2 separate regions of the Triticum aestivum genome follow, and region 2 is linked to region 1. Evidence: chromatin contacts called from public Hi-C data. All regions are on one chromosome and are shown on one strand. Each heading gives the region's core, a stretch centred on a gene start, on an enhancer-like site or on the middle of the called end of the contact. The rest is flanking DNA. Distances are from core to core; before and after follow the strand shown.

Region 1 (5,451 bases), core at 347-2,846:
GCCTGCCTAGGATGTCCCACACCATCATTGTAAGGTTCTTGAAGCATAGGTGCATTTGGATGCCCATTTCTGAATATCCACTCGGATGAAGTCCATCCATTCGAATGGAGAGATCTCACTCGGATGTTCAACCGCCAGTCGGCCAAGCTTGCCAACATTCGAACATGGAAGGCGAACGGGTCGCACGACCTGCAACATTCAAGGAGCTAACGCTAGGCTTCAAGTGTAGTTATGGCAGCAGTTACGAGTAACGCCTACAATAATTCCCTCTTTCATCTCTCTTTTAACGTAGCCTTAATGGGAGCGAGACGTAGGGCTTTTACCTCTCCATGAGGGGCCTGAACTCGTAAAATCCAAGTGTCACACCTATGTCGTAGCTAGGATCAACCCTTATTTGTACCCCTAGTACTCACTGTGAGATTCATTGCCTCAAGCACTTATCCCCCATCCCTATAGTCAGAGGCGGAGGATGAAAAAAATTAAGGTGGGGCGGAATCTTAAGCAAAGTTTTTTCGATGCAAACAGTCAATACACACTAACAATGCACAAATGAAATTTTCCGTGCTCAACTTCCACGGAATTTACTTGATCCCGATTCGAGTTGGCATGTGCCGAAACATTAACACTTCTGTGCGTGCTTGGATTCGAGTTGCTGCCACTACCAAGTACATCGATTTTTTTGTCAAATCCGCAATTCACAACACCAAATTACCACTGAAAGACTGAAATCACTACAATTGCATGATATAAATTGTTCAATTTCACAAAGATATACCTCTTCCTCCCCCTTTAAATTGGCTTTGCTAGCCTCTTTCCTTTTTCTCTCCATTCTCCGCTGATGACAAACGCGACCAAACACTGCACCGGTCGACGGTCGTGATGGACGTGAAGCTCGCTGCGACGCTGCCCAGAGCCCCAGAGGACCGATGATGTCCCGTGCTGCTATGTGGTTGCGCCGTCGCTCCTTGACGCAACCCGCTAGCCCCCACCCCCAGCCGTCGCTCCCTGCAGAAGTGGCTCCCTGGGCGGTGCGCCCGGCGCGGCAACGCCCGACCATCTGCTTGGTCGACACCGCCCCCCTTCGTCAAACGTCTCGTCCTCATGGCCAGCCGCCGCCGCCGTGCTAGGTTTGGCCGAGTGCCTGAGTGTTAGGTTTGGCGTGTGCGTTTCGTTTCGATCTGGCTCGTGAACGACGTGTGCGAAACGATGCACCTCCTGTCCTCTGTGTGATCAACTCCGACGCTTGCTTTCGCTTCACAACCTTGGACCGGATTCGCCAGCAGGAGTTGCGGAACACATTTATTAAAAATAAAAAATGGGCCGACCGGTGAACTGCCGACTGTCCGGCAGCCGGCCAACCGAGACTTGCCGCATCTGTAAGAGTATCATGGGCGCTGCAACACGTCGACACCGCTTCCCCCGCTAACAAGTCAAAACAGTGGCCCACCCGCAGCGACTGCGGCAGGCAGGTCAGAGAGCGTGAGCCAGCCGCACCGAGCAACGCATGCGCCGAACGTAATAAACTGTCAGAAATGCCCCTGCTCCCCCGTCCCCTCCCACTCCACCCAGCAGCACAAGCCCGCATCCCAATCCCCCATCCCATCTCTCCCCTCGACCTCGCGCGCCGTCTCTGCCGCGATCCCTCACCCCTCACTCCGCCCCAAATCGCCGTTTTTTTCTCCCCCACCCCGCCTCGGATCGCGCCCGAACCCCCCTCGCCCGCCCCGCCCCGCGCCCCCGCCCCTCCGACCCCACCCCCAAACCCCCAATTCTCGCGCCGGCCCTGCGCGCAATCGGACCGGATTCCGGCTCGAATTCGACCGCGCCGAGGCCCGCCGTCTCCGGCGTGCGTCTCTCCTCCACAGGCGCGGGTTCGGCGCGGGCTCGGGCGGCCCGGACGGAGCCCCCGCGGATCTAGGGTTTCGGAGCTAGCTAGGGTTTACCGCCGGCGGTGGCGATCCGGTGATGGTGCGGCGCGGCGCCGGCAGCCGGCGAGGAGGGGTCGATGCGGGGCCATGCGCGGCGGTGAGCGGCTTCTCGTTCGGCACATGTGGCCGGCAGCTCGCGTAGAGGCAGCAGCTCCAGCATCGGCGCACGGACCTTCTCCTCCCACTCCTTCCGGCTCGTGTGCCCTTCCACCGCTGACAGCCTCCCACCCACCGGTGCCGACGACTCCCCCAGCCACGCCGCGGAAGCAGCAGCAGCAGGTCGTCCGTTCTCCCCGGCCGGTGTCACCTGACTTCTTCGTAAAGGTGCCTCATCTGATGGGAATACGCTTTGGAATTTGCCACTATCGTAATTGTTGTTCTGCTTCTGCTTGAAAATTTTCATCTATATGCTGTAACTGGAGATTGCTTTGCTCGCTTAAGGAAACCATGTGTTGGTAAAACAGGTTCGCCCAAAAGCTCAAGGGGAAGTCGATCAATATATTTCAATACTCTGCCTCTCAGATTGTAGGCCATAACTATTTTATCCATAGTGCATCCACGAGACTTCTTGTCTCGGATACTTAGTGAATTGAATTCACCAACCATTTCACCCAAAGGCTCAAGCTGAGGGGGGAAGGCGGTCAATATAATTCTGCAATATCGTAATTGTTGTCCTGCTTCTGCTTGAAAATTGTCATCTGTATACTGTAACTAGACTGCTGCCTCTTGGACCTAGGGAATTAGAGATAGTGGTCTCCAACATGTAAGGAAATCATGTGCTGTCTAAACTTGAGTTGCATCTATTTGAATGGCATGCACTGATCATTCCACCCAAAAGTTTGAGCTGAGGGGGAAAGCTGGTCAATATATTTCGACACTCCCATCAGGTCTAGGCTCTTTTATACCTTAACTTGGGACCTATGTGGCCTGCAGGTCTTGATCTTGAGACCTTTTTGTCTCTGATGCTGTATTGAATTGCACGCACTGGCCAGTTCACCCAAAAGCTCAAGCTGATTGGAAAGCTGGTTATTTGAACAGTGTGCTAGCACGAGGTGCTAACATGCTAAGAGCTGCGTCGGCGTGCATGTTAAAACTTACTTTGAGCATATAATTTGCTGTTGGTATGGGAAGTGATAAAATGCTGTTTAAGGCATTTTAGAAACATTACGTTGGTTATTGGTGTGGATGTACGGGTTTCATGGTAAGCCATGCATTGCTTATGCTGGATTGCCACAAAGATGTGGTTTACCTTCTGTTTGCACATCTTTAATTATTGTTTGTTTTGCTGATGCATTACATACTAGGAAATTCCTAAACAGTTGCTGATTATTGAGCTTATATTCCAAAGTAGGAAAAAAAGAAGAAAAAAAGGAGACCAGACCTAAAACGTGGGTATATTGAAATCTCCTTCTGCTGTTTACTCTGGCTGTTGTGCTCCGTGATGCATTATAAGTTTATAATTTTCTTTTTTAGAAAAAAGTTTTTCTAGGTTTGTATATGCTGGTTATTGTTGCAGATCGACAAGTCTGGCAAAAAAGAACTCACTTGCCCAAGCTGTACAGATAGGACATTTTACTTGCTGGCCGTCTTCCAACTGTTTGTTGGGTCCATCACTTAATGTTCATTAGCTTCGTCTGAATTACTATAAATGTTATTACACCTCACTTATGAGGAAATAATCTAAATCATGGTGTTGCTGTGGTCTATTGTGAAATAACATCCAGAAAATATAACAGAGGTCGTAATGGTGTGATTAGATCTTGAACAGGGTCTATGCTTTCTGATCTCGCCAAAGGATATTTTCGCTGTTCTACAGATTTACACCAAGAAGATAGCTTGATTAGGTAGAGATTTTGTGGTTTAGCAGCTTGGATATGCCAAATTGCTGTTTTTTTCCGAGATAATTCTTATTTGGCCCTTTCCTAAAATGTTCTTCCTGATTTGGCCCAAAAAATCATTTCCTACCTAATAATATGACACTAGGTTCTCTATATGACATTTTCGTCCATTTTGCCCACTAGCAATGTTAAGTGAGTAAGTGAAAAGACATTTTTGCCCCTCATGTAGATAGCTCAAGTAAATGTGCAGTTCTCTGATTATCCTAAACTCATTAGGCAAATAGCAGGCTACCCACTTGCTAGCCCTACACAATGTAGTTTGAACTCCGGCGAACGCGTGGGCATGTTGGCAATGACTTGGGAATGTGCGGAAGCGGCAACAACGGAGGAGGGGTCGTGCGAGGTCGGGGAGCTTGGCAGCCCGAGAACAAGGTAGTGGCGAGCGATGACAGCTGCGATGGGAATCAACTATAGAGGGAGAGGCTAAGCAGTGCAAAAGCAGCCGGCGGAGCTGTGTCTTGTAGGGGTGAAGGCTTGAGGATGTGAGGCTCAGAGGGGGCGCGCCGGCAGCTCCAGAGGAGCACTAGGCAAGGAGATCGTGGTGTGGCGGCGCTCCACCGGAAGCGGAGAAGATGAATGTAGTGATGGCGGTAGAGGGCTTCCCAGGTCTATGCAAAGCTAGATGACAAGGTTTGTAGGTTGGCGACAGAAGATGGCGGAGATGGCGTGCTCTGGGCATCGAGTCTCAGGCCACCCAGGCTTGATTCCTTCGGTTATCATCGTCAAACAACTAGTCGGTCTCAACGGGCAATGTTTTGCGGTGAGGGAAAGGCCGTCAGGAGGTGTAGGATAACGTTGAAGGCTCTGGAGGAGCCCTTGGGTCCTCGGGCTGGTTGTCCGGGTTGGCTAGGAGTGCATGTGGTAGCTGAGAAACTCCTCCCACCCTGGCTATCGAGAAGCCGTAGGTTGCTTCACTGTTGGCTAGCCATCAAATCAGTGTCCCGTCCCATGTTTGCGTGCGTGCGCTTATGTGTTTCGCCGTGTAGTGCTAGTCCAGATTGATCAGTCTAGCTGGTGGTAATTAGTGCAGTCCTAGCCTAGAAAATACATCCACCTGCTTTCTTCTGATGACTCATTCGTTGCTTCGTGTACTTGCGCATATCTTCGTACACTTGCGCGTACTTGGGCCAACAACATCGGCCAACATGGTCGCCAGACAGCGGGGGGAGCAGCGGGAGTCGGGACCTATGTTAACATCTCTCCTACATTTTTTTTTACTTTTTGGTTCCTTTTTTAATTGGGCCAAACAGTTTTTGTCGTTTTTTCAACACGAGGGGCAAAAACGGCCAACAAGGTCGCCAGATGGGCGAGCAGCGAGAGTCGGGACCTATGCTAATATCTCTCCTGCATTTTTTCTTTTTGGTTTCTATTTTATATTGCTCCAAACAGTTTCTTGTCATTTTTTCAACACGAGGGGCAAAAACGGCCAACAAGGTTGCCAGACAGCGGGGCGAGCAGCGACAATCAGGACCTGTGTTAACATCTCTCATGCATCTTTTTTTCTTTTTGGTTCCTATTTTATATTGGTCCAAACAGTTTTTTGTCATTTTAAGCGTCTTTTCATGGCCCACTTAACGCCATTAATGTGGTAAATGGACGGAAATGTCATATAAGGAACAAAATTT
Region 2 (5,026 bases), core at 2,056-4,555, 660 kb before region 1:
GGATGCCACTGCTGGGAAACGCAACATGCAATTTCCAAAAAAATCCTATGCTCACGCTAGATCTATCTAGGAGATGCATAGCAACGAGAGGGGAAGAGTGTGTCCACGTACCCTCGTAGACCGAAAGCGGAAGCGTTTGCTTAACGTGGTTGATGTAGTCGAACGTCTTCTCATTCCGACTGACCGAGTACCGAAGGTACGACACCTTCGAGTTCTGCACACGTTCAGTGCGATGACGTCCCTCAAGCTCTTGATCCAGCAGAGGGTCCAGGAAGTAGATGAGTTCTGTTAGCACGACGGCGTGGTGATGGTGATGGTGATGTGATCCGCGTAGGGCTTCGCCTAAGCACCGCGAGAATATGACCAGAGGCGTAAACTATGGAGGGGTGGCGCCGCACACGGCTTTGAACAATCGATGTGTGTTGTTGGGCCCCCCATGTATATAAAGGAGGGAGGGAGAGGAGGCCGGTCCTAGGCGCGCCCCAAGTAGGAGGAGTCCTACTTGGGGTCCTAGTTGGATTCGGCCCCCCTTCCTTTTACCAGAGGGGAAAGGGGGGAGGAGGGAGATGGGGAGAAGGAAAGGAGGGCGCCGCCCCCTTCCCTAGTCCAATTAGGTCTCCTCCCTGGTGGGGGGCACGCCACCCCTTCGTGGGCTGGTGTGCCTTCCTCCTATGGCCCATATGGCCCATATCTTCCCCCCCCGGGGGGGGGGGGGGTCGGTAACCCCCCCGGTACTCCGATATGTACCCGATACATTCCGGAACACTTCCGGTGTCTAAATACTACCTTCCAATATATCAATCTTTACCTCTCGACCATTTCGAGACTCCTCTCATGTCTGTGATCTCATTCGGGACTCCGAACAACATTCGGTCACCAAAACACATAACTCATGTAATACAAATCGTCATTGAATGTTAAGCGTGCGGAACCTATGGGTTCGAGAACTATGTAGACATGACCGAGACACCTCTCCGGTCAATAACCAATAGCGGAACCTGGATGCTCACATTGGCTCCCACATATTCTACGAAGATCTTTATCGGTAGAACCGCTATGACAACATATGTTATTCGCTTTGTCATCGGTATGTTACTTGCCCGAGATTTGATTGTAGGTATCTTCATACCTAGTTCCATCTCGTTACCGGCAAGTCTCTTTACTCGTTCCGTAATGCATCATTCCGCAACTAACTCATTAGTCACATTGCTTGCAAGGCTTCATATGATGTGCATTACCGAGAGGGCCCAGAGATACCTCTCCGATACTCGGGGGGACAAATCCTAATCTCGATCTATGCCAACCCAACAAACACCTTCGAAGATACTTGTAGAGCATCTTTATAATCACCCAGTTACGTTGTGGCGTTTGATAACACACAAGGCATTCCTCCGGTGTCCGGGAGTTGCATAATCTCATAGTCGGAGGAATATGTATTTGACATGAAAAAAGCAGTAGCAATAAAACTGAACGATCATTATGCTAAGCTAACGGATGGGTCTTGTCCATCACACCATTCTCCTAATGATGTGATCTCGTTCATCAAATGACAACACATATCCATGGCTAGGAAACTTAACCATCTTTGATTAACGAGCTAGTCTAGTAGAGGCATACTAGGGACACGATGTTTTGTCTATGTATTCACACATGTATCAAGTTTCCGGTTAATACAATTCTATCATGAACAATAAACATTTATCATGAATAAGGAAATATAAAATAACAACTTTATTATTGCCTCTAGGGCATATTTCCTTCACCCCTAATCCATGACTCCCTCAACGAGGAAAGAGTATACCACTGGGCTCATCGATCCCCGCCTCTGCTTCACGAAAGTGGAGTAGGCACCCTTCCCCTCCGGCTGAAGCACCCCCTTTGCCACTCCGATGAGCGGCGTAGCCGAACATAGGGAAGATATTGGGGAAGAATATACCGGGGCTCATCGAGCCCCGCATCGGCTTTACGAAAGCGGAGCAGGTACCCTTCCCCTCTGGTTGAAGTACCCCTTTGCCACTCCGACGAGCGACGCAACCGGACATAGGGAAGAGAGCGGGCTGCCGGACATGGGGAAGACAAAGATATCCGTCGTGGTCGGCCGTAGACTAGTGTACCCATGTCGTGGGAATGGAGCTCCGTACGACCGACATGCATATAGTTTTACCTTTTCAGTTAAAATACGTCCAAAATATAAATGTTTTCGTCCGCTTTGTATGAAATCCGCCATGTTTGCACGAATTTCAGTCGGTTGGTTCAAAAAGTTATTGAAATGCAATGCGGCCAACATTGGATAGCGGACTCCAACATCATATCTATGGACTGATTCCCCTGTTTGCAGACAGATGCCGGAGAAAATTTATGAGTCAGCGTTGGAGATACACTAACATGGCATTTTACATCTGTCGTGTTACTTTTTGTGACAATTTTGCTCATGCGGTAAAACCTACAGACTACTTCCGTCCTTCGGAGCCGACGATGGCCGGTAAACAAGAGCGCATCGCCATCGGCGCTGCATCCGCTTCATTGCCGGTGGAGCTCGCCGGATCCGAGGAAGACGGGTCACTACAAGACAGCACGGAACTTACCCATCCCCCTGATACACGAACGCGAGCAAACACGGCGGCAGGAGCCCGGCAGAGGCGCCGACACGAATCCGGCAACCGCGGAGGGCCCGGCCCATTTCCACTCCTGGCGAAACAACACGAACGTCCACGTGCCCGAGTCGGTTTCACCCCGGCCCTCCCTCCACTTTCAGTCAGAAACCCACGGGTGTCCATGTCAAAGAGAAAAAAAAAACCACGGGTGGGACCGACGAGGATCGCTACCAGCCAGCGGGCGCCCCACACGCCAGCGACACGCGGTCGTGGCGCATCTGTGGCCGTTGCCGTGCCGTCCTCCCCCGCCCCGCCTTGCACGGCGCGTCGCAGCCCGATCCCACCCGAACCCCCACCCACCCACCCCATCACCGCCCGGGGCCCGCCCCGTCCGGATCCGGACGTCAGTGGCACACCAGCGACCTCGAGCCAGGCGCGCGCGGCCCAGACCACTTGTCCGAGTCCACCCACCACATACACGTCAGCGCCCGCAGGAATCGCTACGGCCACCCCGACCCCGCCCACCGCGAGTCAACAGTGACCCACCGCTCAGCGACACCCGGCGGGCGGAGCGCGACCGCACGTAGCAGCAGCACAGGCGGCGCAGGCCTCGCTCATGCGGCGCCCCGCACTGCGCAGGGGATCTTCGTGCGCGGTTGGCGGAAATGCCGGAAATGCCCCTGCCTCTTTCCTCTCTCTCCCTCCCTCGCCCCCCGCATCCGCTCTTCTCTTTCTCTTCCTCATCTCCGTCTGTGCGTGCCGTGCTCCACATAACCATCTCTCTCCTCCAAATCTGCCCCCAAATCGCCATTTCCTTCTCTCTCCCCTTCGCCACCATCGCCACCGCCTCGCCGTAGATCGAGACCGACGCCCGTTCTCGGACCGGACACCCCCGAATCCCCAAATTCCCGATCAAATCTCCCCGCGGCCGGAGCCGATTCGATCGAATTCGAACCCCGATCCGCGGCCCCCGGGCAGGCGTTGCGTCGGAATCGGCCGAATTCGGGTGATCCGGAGGCGCATGGAGGGAGGCCCCGCGGATCCGAGCTAGGGTTACCGCCGGTGCCTGCGGCAGCGGTGATCTGGTGATGGTGCAGCGCGGCGCCGGGAGGACTCGGCCAGGAGGGATCGGCGGCTGGGAAGATGCGCGGCTATGCATGGGCGGCGCCAAGGCTGCGGTGAGGGGTGCGGCGACCGGCGTCCTTTCGTCCGGCACATGTGGCCGGCAACTCGCGTAGAGGCAGCTCCACCACCGGCAAAGGGACCAGCCTCCCCTCCTCCTCCTCCCCGCTCGTCTCTTCCACCGCTCCGGACGACCTCTTATCCACCCGCACCGACGACTCCCCCGGCGGCACCCCACAAGCAGGAGGCCGCCGATTCACCCCGTCCGCCCTCAGCAGACTCCTTCCTAAAGGTGCCTCATACTTTGGTGGATATATCACTTTGGGATTTGCTAAGCTCCGCCAGATTTAGACCAAATTCAGTTTGCTGCTCAAGTCATCAGATGGCTATCATTTCTGCTTCCAAAACTTAATCTATGGAAAGTAACTAGAATTTGTTGCCTGGTTGAGAGGTTACCGTAGTCTCGGGTTGCTGCCATGCTCCTGGCTGAGTTTACATATACATCATCTGTGCCGGCTGGTTGTGCGTTTGGTGATAATGGCCTAGCTATCTTCTAAATGGTGCAACGAGATTTTTTTTTGTATGGTTGGAGTTTGGCACCTCATTGTGAGAATTCTGGCACTCCACATGTAAAGGCGTGTCGAAGATGTCGCGTTGTTGCTTGCATGATAAGAATTGTTTGGAGCGTGTCGTTGGTCTATTGGATGGTGAAGCTATACAATTCGAAGGTGTTTACGTATGGTGCAAGTCGTGTCGTGTTCATGACTTCATTAAGATAACGTATTTTGCCAACTGTTTCTATATCCCTGGTTGCTTTATTTTTGTTTGCTAATCTAATACAAGGTGGCAATAAGGAATTATCTTCCATTTAAACAAGGAAAATAGGAGAAATGAAGAAAACAAACCTCAGACTTGGTTGTGAGCATTTTGTACATTGCCTAAAAATCATCATGGAAATTTCAGATTTTGTGCTCTAATGGTTAGGTACTATCCATTTTCGTAAGCCATTGCAATTTGATTATGAATGTTTTATTTCATGCTTGATGTGCATTAATTCGTTGAGTCAGTGTATTTGACATTAAGATTTGAAGCATGCCTCATCTGGAACGTTTTTTCCGCCTTTGGCAGCTTAAGGAAATATATGTTGTCGCACTAATGTTTGCTACCTTTGCAACCCGACACGTGTAGATAATCAACTACTACTCCGTCCCATAATGTAAGACGCTTTGTGACATTAGTGTAGTGTCAAAAAACGTCTTACATTATGGGATGGAGGGAGTACTTTTTTAGCTGTTTGGCTGTTGCACGGA

What was found. A called contact is a pair of places that touch in the nucleus more often than the background predicts.
Region 2: a contact with region 1 is called in a Hi-C map of leaf, with 4 times the contacts expected there. The contact joins the promoter of LOC123138257 here to the promoter of LOC123138254 in region 1. A contact is called at or near these places in 2 of 5 Hi-C or Micro-C datasets (both in leaf).

Annotation. Positions count from the first base shown.
Region 1 is chr6B:603,691,048-603,696,498 of IWGSC CS RefSeq v2.1, reverse strand. It overlaps LOC123138254, which reads left to right and starts at 1,596. Exons shown (of 4, transcript XM_044558195.1): 1 at 1,596-2,252. The coding sequence starts at 2,016.
Region 2 is chr6B:604,351,604-604,356,629 of IWGSC CS RefSeq v2.1, reverse strand. It overlaps LOC123138257, which reads left to right and starts at 3,305. Exons shown (of 5, transcript XM_044558198.1): 1 at 3,305-4,008. The coding sequence starts at 3,748.